Linked DNA regions of Mus musculus: regions 1 and 2 are each linked to region 3. A link is a contact called in public HiChIP or PLAC-seq data. All regions are on one chromosome and are shown on one strand. Each heading gives the region's core, a stretch centred on a gene start, on an enhancer-like site or on the middle of the called end of the contact. The rest is flanking DNA. Distances are from core to core; before and after follow the strand shown.

Region 1 (2,700 bases), core at 110-2,609, 560 kb before region 3:
TTGGTATTTTTTTATGGTTCATATTAAGTTCATTGAGAGATTTTTTTTTTCAGTACTAGAGTTTGTATATGCTAGGAAAGTATTATCCTAAGTTCTTCCTAGTCTTCTGGAAGCCCTTTGGGATGGACAGAAGAATACTTTTGATATGTAACTACCTTTTAATTGATTAATTTTTTTTAGCACACTTTTAATTTTTGAAACTTTAAGTTACTCCAGATCTGTCTTGCGGTTTCTCTGCTGTGTCCTTAGAATCAGGCACTTTTCCAAGAATACCTGATTTCTTTCATGGGAGAGTAACATTTGGAAATCTAGATATGGACAGGATGCCAGAGTGGCAGCAATTCTAGCACCTTTGAGCAGGCAGAGTTAGGGGTTGTATGTATCGCTTATTTTTCTTCTGCTGTGATAAAAGACCCCAAGAGCAGCAATTTAAGGAAGGAAGTGTTTTTTGTTTTTTGTTTTTTGTTTTTTGGTTTTTTTTTTTTTTGGCTCACAGTTCCAGGAACAGTCCTTTGTGGTAATCATGACAATAGGAACTTGAAACAGCTGGTCACATTGTGTCCACACGCAGGAAGCTCGGGGAGGCAAATGGCTGTTCTCAGCTGGTCACATTGTGTCCGAACTCCAAGCACAGGGAGCCTTTTCCTTTTTAGGCAGTCAGGACAAAGCCCTAGAGTGGTGCCACCTATCTCCAGGATAGATTTTCCCACATCAGTTCACCTAAACAGCATAATCTCTCACAGATTTGCCAGAGGCCAACCTAGTCTAGATAATTCCTCTTAGGCGTGTCCAGAGGCTCCTCTCCTAGTTAATTCTAGGTCCTAACAAGGTGAGAATCAATGTTAATAAAGTGTCACAGTGTGTGTGTGTGTGTGTGTGTGTGTGTGTGTGTGTGTAATTTAGCCTGTGTCAGTATGCACACAAATCTGTATTATTTCTATCCTAATCTACAACAGTGATGTAAGCACTGGTTCACGCTGCCATCTCAGATTCTACTTTAGTAGCTGATGTGGTCTCAGCCTTCTCTTGATTAGCTCTAGCTTCTCTCATTAACAGTAAGAAACCCGATCTCATTATCTAGGTAAGATTTTCTCTAATTATTTTTTAGCTTTACTGTACATGTTCAGAATACCTGCACCCTTGTAAGAGACAACTAGAATACTCCAACTAGTCGGCTTGCCCACAAAGATCCCCTGTAACTGTCTCCTAACTGCTGGGATTCCAGGCTGGCCACCATGACCACTTGGATTTTCTAGGGTTGCTGGGGATTTGAATGAACTCTGGTCCTTAAGCTTGCAATACAAATACTTTATGCACTGAGTCATCTCCTCAGCACCAATGCCCAGGCTTTTATATTAGTATAAATTTCCAGTTCACTTGAGTAAACACGTGGTATTTTGAATATGCTCGTCCCAGGGAATGGCACTGTTAGTAGGTGTGGCCTTGTTGGAAGAACGGGCTTGGAGACCTTCCTCTTAGCTGCCTGGAAGACAGTCTTCTCCTGTCTGCCATTGGATCAAGATGTAGAATTCTCAACTCCTTCTCCAGTGCCACGCCTGCCTGGACTTTGCCATGCTCCTGCCTTGATGGACTGAACCTCTGAATCTGTAAGCCAGTGTCATTTAAATGCTGTCCTTTTTAAGAGTTGCCTTGGTCATGGTGTTCATAGCAACGGAGACCGTAACAAGACAACACCTAGGGTTGATGGGATGCATGGTCAAGTGTGTGTCTGGTTGTATAAGAAACTACAAAAGGCCAAAGTCATTCTACTGAGTCACCTGGTCAGCAAAGGACAGCAGTGGCCCCTGTTTCTCATGCTCTGGAGTGTTCTGAGTGCCTGCTAGGCTGTACAGTGAGATCTTGTTTGACTTGAATTTGCATTTCTCTAATCACAACTAGGCTGGCTATTTCCAGGAATTCACCCCCTTTTAAAAAAGAAAAGATATGTCTACATTGTTAGTCTTTGATTATATACACGATCTGTACATCTTTTCTCCAGTCTCTGGTTTTCTTTTTCCTTATCTTTGCTTTAAAGCTTTATGTGTGTGTGTGTGTGTGTGTGTGTGTGTGTGTGTGTGTGTGTGTGTGCCTGCACATGTGCACAGGTTCTTGTGCTCAAATGTGTGTAGGTACAGGTACGCATATGCACAGAGTGTGTATGGAGGTCAAGGGACAACTCTGGGTGCAGTCCTCAAGAGCCTTACACCTTTGGTTTGAAACATCCCTTTTGCTTGGCCTGGAACTTGGTTTGCCATGTAGGCCAGAGCAGCTTGCTTATAAATTTCTGGGGAGTCACTTGGTCTCTTGTTTCATTTGTAGCCATGTAGGAGCACGCTCACCCCATGTCTCCCTCGCCCTCTGTGGTACATGTATGTGTGCATTTGCTGGGTACTGTGGAGGCTGGAGGTTGATGTTTGGGAGTCTTTAATCACATTTCTACCTTAGACCCTGTGACAGGCTCTCACTGAACTTGCAGCTTGTCTTTCTGTTAGTCTAAGCTGGATAACTAACAAGCTCTGAGGACCCACCTGTCTCTGCTGTGCTCCTCAGTGCTGGGCTACAGTCACATGCTGCTATGCCCAGATTTTTGTTTTGGGTGCTGCAGATCCCACTTCAGTTTCTCAGGCCTGCATAGTAGGTGCTTTGTTGTTCCAGTCCCCTTTTCCACTCTGCAGCCAGATTTTTATGTGGTCTCTGAGA
Region 2 (2,700 bases), core at 197-2,696, 800 kb before region 3:
CTACCTCATGACATGTGATGTGCACTATGACAAATGACTTACCACTGGCATTCCCACAGCACGGTGCTTCCCATTTGAGAAACTGTGGGCCCATCACGGGTGGTTTCTCCAAAGTTGGTTGGAAAAAATCTTGTGTAGCCGGATGGGGGAGGGGTTGGGCATGCCTGCAACCCCAGCACTTAGGAGAGAGTGGCCTAAGGATAGGGTTTCAAGGCTATCCTCAGCCACATGGTAAGTTTGAGGCCAGCCTGAGCTACATAAGACCTTCTCTCAAAAAGCAAACAAAAAAGAGAGAAAGGGGGAGACAAAGGAGAGGAGGGGGGAGGGTTTTAAAGGCAACTGGTTTGTTGCTTTCAGAGACCAAGGTCTGCGTTAAAAGGAGGCTACCTAGGGGCCACGCTCCCTGAGCAAGTGTGTGCAGTGTAGACAACTGAAGCCTTTCTCTTTATTAATAGCTGGTGCATCTTTCCAAATCAACTAAGACAATTGGGAGAATCCCCCAAGAGACACGCCCATGGCCCAACCAGGGCTAGACAGTCTGAGACTCTCTTCTCAGGAAATTCTAGGTTATGCCAATTTGACGGTTAAAACCAGCTGTCCCAACCCACCATTTAAGGAGAAAGAGAGCCACATCTAGAGAAATAGGAGTTCAAGTGGTCAGGAGTGAGTAGTCCCTATAGGACTTGCTCTTGGGTTACACATATGTATCTTCAGCCATCCCTGAACCCAGGAGACTGGATGGTACTCTCGAATGCCTGTGAGGATTTAGTAACCTGTATTTAACACCTGTATTTTACATCCTGAAAGGACTTGTGATGCAGCTAGGTGACAGTGCACTTACCCAGTGGGTGCATTCAATCTTAGCAACACACACGATCGAGTGCCCAGCTATTTCATTTATCTAATCTCCATAACTATCTTCTTTCTGCTTCTTTTAGATTTAGTTCTCTCTCTCTCTCTCTCTCTCTCTCTCTCTCTCTCTCTCTCTCTCTCATGTCTTAAGCTAGAACATTAGTCACTCAGTATGATGGCTAGGTAGGTTCAGGTCGCCTTGACACGAACCAGTCTTTGAAAAGGGGGGACTTCAATGCCTCTGTAAGATCTGGCTGAAGGAGCTGGGCAAAGGTGGTACATGCCTTAATACTAGGACTCTGGAGGCAGAGGCAGAGGCAGAGGCAGAGGCAGAGGCAGAGGCAGAGGCAGAGGCAGAGGCAGAGGCAGAGGCAGAGGCAGAGGCAGAGGCAGAGGCAGAGGCAGAGGCAGAGGCAGAGGCAGAGGCAGAGGCAGAGGCAGAGGCAGAGGCAGGGGGATCTCTGTGAGTTCAAAGCTGGCCTGGTCTACAAAGTGAGTTTCAGGACAGACAGCCAGGGCTACACAGAAAAACCCTGTCTTGAAAAACAAAACAAAACTTCCTGCTGAAGGGCATTGTCTTAGTTAATGATTGATGGGCAAGAACCCAGCCCACTGTGGGTGATGTCATCTCTGGGTTGGTAGTTCTAGGTTCTATAAGAGAACAGGCTGAGGATGTGAGATCATTCTGGCTGCAATATCTGTTACTCTGTCACCCTGTTGATCACCTGGGTTGATTCGGCTGATCTGGCTGGCTAGGCAGGTGTTTGTTTCCTCCTTGGTGGCTCCATGTGTGTCCTTCCTGGAGCTGCACACTGGGCTTTGGTTGAAGAGTATTCAGGAAGACCTTCCCTGAATAGAGGATTGCTCGATGCTCCCCTTCTAGAACCTCCAAATGAAAAAAGCAAGCTGAGCAAACCACAAGGAGCAAGCCAGTAAGCAGCACCCCTCCATGGCCTCTGCATCTGCTCCTGCCTCCAGCTTCAAATATATATATATATATATGAAACAATGTTTCACTATGTAGCTCTAGTTGCCTCAAAGTAACAAAGATCAACCTGTCTGTGTCTCCTGAGTGCTAGGATTAAAGGACTGTGCTACCACATCCAGCTGTGTGTGTCTGTCTGTTTGTTGGTTGGTCAGTCTGTGTTTGTGTGTGTGTGTCTGTCTGTCTGTCAGTTGGTCAGTCTGTGTTTGTGTGTGTGTGTCTGTCTGTCAGTTGGTCAGTCTGTGTGTGTGTGTGTCTGTCTGTCGGTTGGTCAGTCTGTGTTTGTGTGTGTGTCTGTCTGTCTGTCAGTCAGTTGGTCAGTCTGTGTGTGTGTCTGTCTGTCTGTCAGTTGGTCAGTCTGTGTTTGTGTGTGTATGTGCCACCTTCTATATATGGAAGTCAAAGACAACCTTTCTTTACTACCTTGTGTGTTCCTGGATCCAAACTCAGGTGGTCAGGTTTGTTGGCAGCCACCCTAACCCACTGAGCCACCTCACTAACCCAGCTTCAGGTCTTTTCTCTGTTCGGATCCGAGTTCCTCTCAGTGCTGCTCCAGCATGGTCCTACAAGTTCTTCCTGCTTTATTTTTATCCTTGTTGGCTTAGCCATGTTTTCTAGTCCCCCTCATGATTTATTCTCTGACCGGCTGCTGTTTAGGAGTGGGTGTTTGGTTCTGAATAGTTGTGCTTTTCCCATATGTATTTCTGATGCTGTCTCCCCAGCTCCCACAGGCCGCACATGATTGCTGACTCACGGCCCTCCACGTTTTCAAACCCTGGAGCTTCATCCGCCCTGTGTGCCCAGCCATCACTGCGTCTGCTCTTGCTCTTTCGTTTCTTCTCCTTTGTAGGAACCCTTGTTAA
Region 3 (2,700 bases), core at 12-2,511:
ATCAGAAGTCATCTATGGGCCGGGCGGTGGTGACACCTTTAATCCCAGCACTTGGAAGGCAGAGGCAGTCGGATTTCTGAGTTCGAGGCCAGTCTGGTCTACAAAGTGAGTTCCAGGACAGCCAGGGCTATACAGAAAAACCCTGTCTCAAAAACAAAAAAAAAAAAAACAAAAAAACAAACAAACAAACAAAAAAGTCATCTATGGTCAGGAGAGGGGAGGAAAAGACGAGGGTTACAATGGAGACTGGGGTTGGGACCCATGCCTAATGGTGATGAACAGAACTGGCCAGTCAAATCCGTAAGCCACTCAACTTGTTTTGAAGGAAACCCCACACTCAAACAACAGCGTTTACAGCCATGGATTTTGTAATGATCTGCAGGTCAAAGGGCTTTGGCCTGGGGAATTCAGGAAGCGAGATGGGAGAAGCGCCACTGCTCCTATCACAATTTGGAATGCTTTCTTTAGCCAATGTTTTCAGTCCGCAAAAAATATATCGCAACAGCTTCTACTTCTGACTTCTGTAAGTCAGAGCTATAAGTCTATATTTGGCAAGAATAGTTAGCAACGATAAGTATATTAACCATCAACTGCCTGGAAGGGAAGGCAGGAGCTGCCTCTGCAGCCACATGCCAAAGTCAAATCACCCGCAATGGCTGAGCTCTGCAAGGTCAAACTGAAACCAGGCATGGTCTCCATTCCCACGAAGAGATAGGAGAAAGGGTCTGGAAACCTCTGGAGGTGGTTGTTGTAGTGCCAGGATATAGTAACGGGTCAAAAGCTGAGGTGTCCCCATCTGGTAGACCACATTATGGTCCAACCAATACAGCCTGCTGGTCTGGAGTGGGATCATAGATTATAAACATAAGCTCAAGGTTACTGGAGAACCATCCCAGTAACCATCCCTGCAGCCCAGGAGGGAAGAACAGAAACCTGACCCTGTTTGCACTCCACCTCTGGCACCGTCGGACTTCCTAGGCACATTCCCTGAAGGCCATATCCAACATGGTACAGCGGGGGGAAGACCTCCTGAGGGCAGGGAATCACAGAGTAGCTCTTCTTTCCACACTAAAGGGACTCGGCTTCTTGCTTATGACATTTATTGCCAACCTCTTGGATGCAAGCTCATTGGTTAATTCTTTCATTCTTCCCTCCTGACCCCACCCCTCGAGCACTCCTTAAGCTCAACAAAGCCCTACTACAACACAAAGCAGACAGAGGTGAGTCACAGCAAGAACAGTCCGTTGGTAAGGTGTGAGACATCAATGATCTATTCCAAGGCTCTCTGTGTTTAACCACTCTTTCAAGTCATTCCCTCAGTGTGATACTGTGATACTAAGCAACGCACACCCAGATGACCCTGGCAATCTCCAAAGAGATAAGAGTGACTGTTTGTATGCCAACAAGGTGAGTGGCAGTCTGGGAGCCCTTAACACCTTCCAGATGGAAGTGATACCAGAAAGTAGAAAGCAGGGTTAGAGGCTAGGGAATTTCGGCTCTAGCCCTCAATCTTGATCTAGAGAAGATGAAAGTGAATTGCTCACCTATGGCCAAAAATGTCATCAATCATTCAGACTTAATGAAAACACCATAGAAACTCAAAAGAACAAGGTTTGGTGAGTTTCCAGATGGCTGGGCCATGTGGAAGTGACTGGAGGGATAGCATGCCTACATATGACACAAGACCTGCACATCGTCTTACATGGCTCTGCTGTCTGCCTGTTCATGTGCACGCTTTATAATATCCTTTATATTAAGCAAATTCACTAAATGTTTCTCCAATTTCTGTGAGCTGTCATGGCAAATTAATCAAATCTAGAGAATGAGTTCTAGAACTTTTATTGCCAGCTAGTTGGTCAGAAGTGCAGTGACACCCTGGGACTTGCAACCAGTACCAGGAGTTGGGAGTTCTGCTGCATTTGAGCCTTTGGCCTGGGAGAATCTTACATGATTTCCAAGTGAAATGTTAGGACATGCTGCTGCTGTCAGCTGAGGAACTATTCAAGGAGTAGAAGAAACCTCCACAGGATTATTCTATATGGGGAGGGTGCAGGAATCTGTTTCCGTTCCCATTACAAAGTAATTGAGGCGGGATACAAAGACAGATTTGTTTACTTCCTAGTTTCAGAGACTAAAGCTCTTACAGTATGGTGCTAACTTTGGTGAAGGTCACCTTGGCTGTGTCACATCATGACAGGTGGCATCACAGCTGGGATGGGAAATAGGGGGGACAGAAAACCAGGGTAACAGCTGGGCTGGACTACCCACTTCTTTTCTCATCATTTTTTTTTTAAATAACAACTCTGCTGTCAGGTTTCCACAAAACCAGTCTCATGCTCTACCAGGGACAGTGACAAGTTGACCTCCTATGAGGTATCAAACTTTGCAGTATCACCATGTCGGGAAAACATCGTTTCCAAAACATAGACACTTGAGGGCCACATTCCATCCTATCCTAACCATTGCAGAGCAGACAGCACGCAGGGCTCAGTGACTGTGGTCTCCCAGAAGGGCTCTTCCTGATATTATGAGTATTCTCTCAGCTAACTCCTTGACCACATATCAGAACATCTGCCACTATCCGAAATCATCAATGTCATCCTTAGTTTTTTATTATTGCTAAAAAATGGAGTCCAGAGGATGTGGAAAAAGAGGAACACTCCTCCATTGTTGGTGGGATTGCAAGCTTGTACAACCACT

The links. HiChIP or PLAC-seq counts read pairs in DNA pulled down with a chosen protein or histone mark.
Region 1: a FOXA1 HiChIP or PLAC-seq map of pancreatic cancer cells shows a contact between it and region 3. The contact joins two enhancer-like sites. A contact is called at or near these places in 1 of 15 datasets of contacts at CTCF or cohesin (the NIH/3T3 cell line), 1 of 115 datasets of contacts at active chromatin or transcription factors (pancreatic cancer cells) and 1 of 9 other capture datasets (embryonic trunk).
Region 2: a contact with region 3 is called in a FOXA1 HiChIP or PLAC-seq map of pancreatic cancer cells. The contact joins two enhancer-like sites. A contact is called at or near these places in 1 of 115 datasets of contacts at active chromatin or transcription factors (pancreatic cancer cells) and 2 of 9 other capture datasets (embryonic tail and embryonic trunk).

Annotation. Positions count from the first base shown.
Region 1 is chr1:184,611,705-184,614,404 of GRCm38.p6, reverse strand. No RefSeq gene overlaps it. Among named protein-coding and RNA genes, the nearest start is that of Gm23349, 33 kb to the right of the region's middle. Within about 2 kb of position 1,359, at least 27 of the 459 cell types and tissues checked have an H3K27ac peak or open chromatin away from gene starts, as enhancers often do. A contact at or near this core is called in pancreatic cancer cells, where this site is marked.
Region 2 is chr1:184,857,252-184,859,951 of GRCm38.p6, reverse strand. No RefSeq gene overlaps it. Among named protein-coding and RNA genes, the nearest start is that of Mtarc2, 13 kb to the right of the region's middle. Within about 2 kb of position 1,446, at least 20 of the 459 cell types and tissues checked have an H3K27ac peak or open chromatin away from gene starts, as enhancers often do. A contact at or near this core is called in pancreatic cancer cells, where this site is marked.
Region 3 is chr1:184,056,127-184,058,826 of GRCm38.p6, reverse strand. All of the region lies in intron 2 of Dusp10 (dual specificity phosphatase 10), which reads right to left. Among named protein-coding and RNA genes, the nearest start is that of Dusp10, 23 kb to the right of the region's middle. Within about 2 kb of position 1,261, at least 22 of the 459 cell types and tissues checked have an H3K27ac peak or open chromatin away from gene starts, as enhancers often do. A contact at or near this core is called in pancreatic cancer cells, where this site is marked.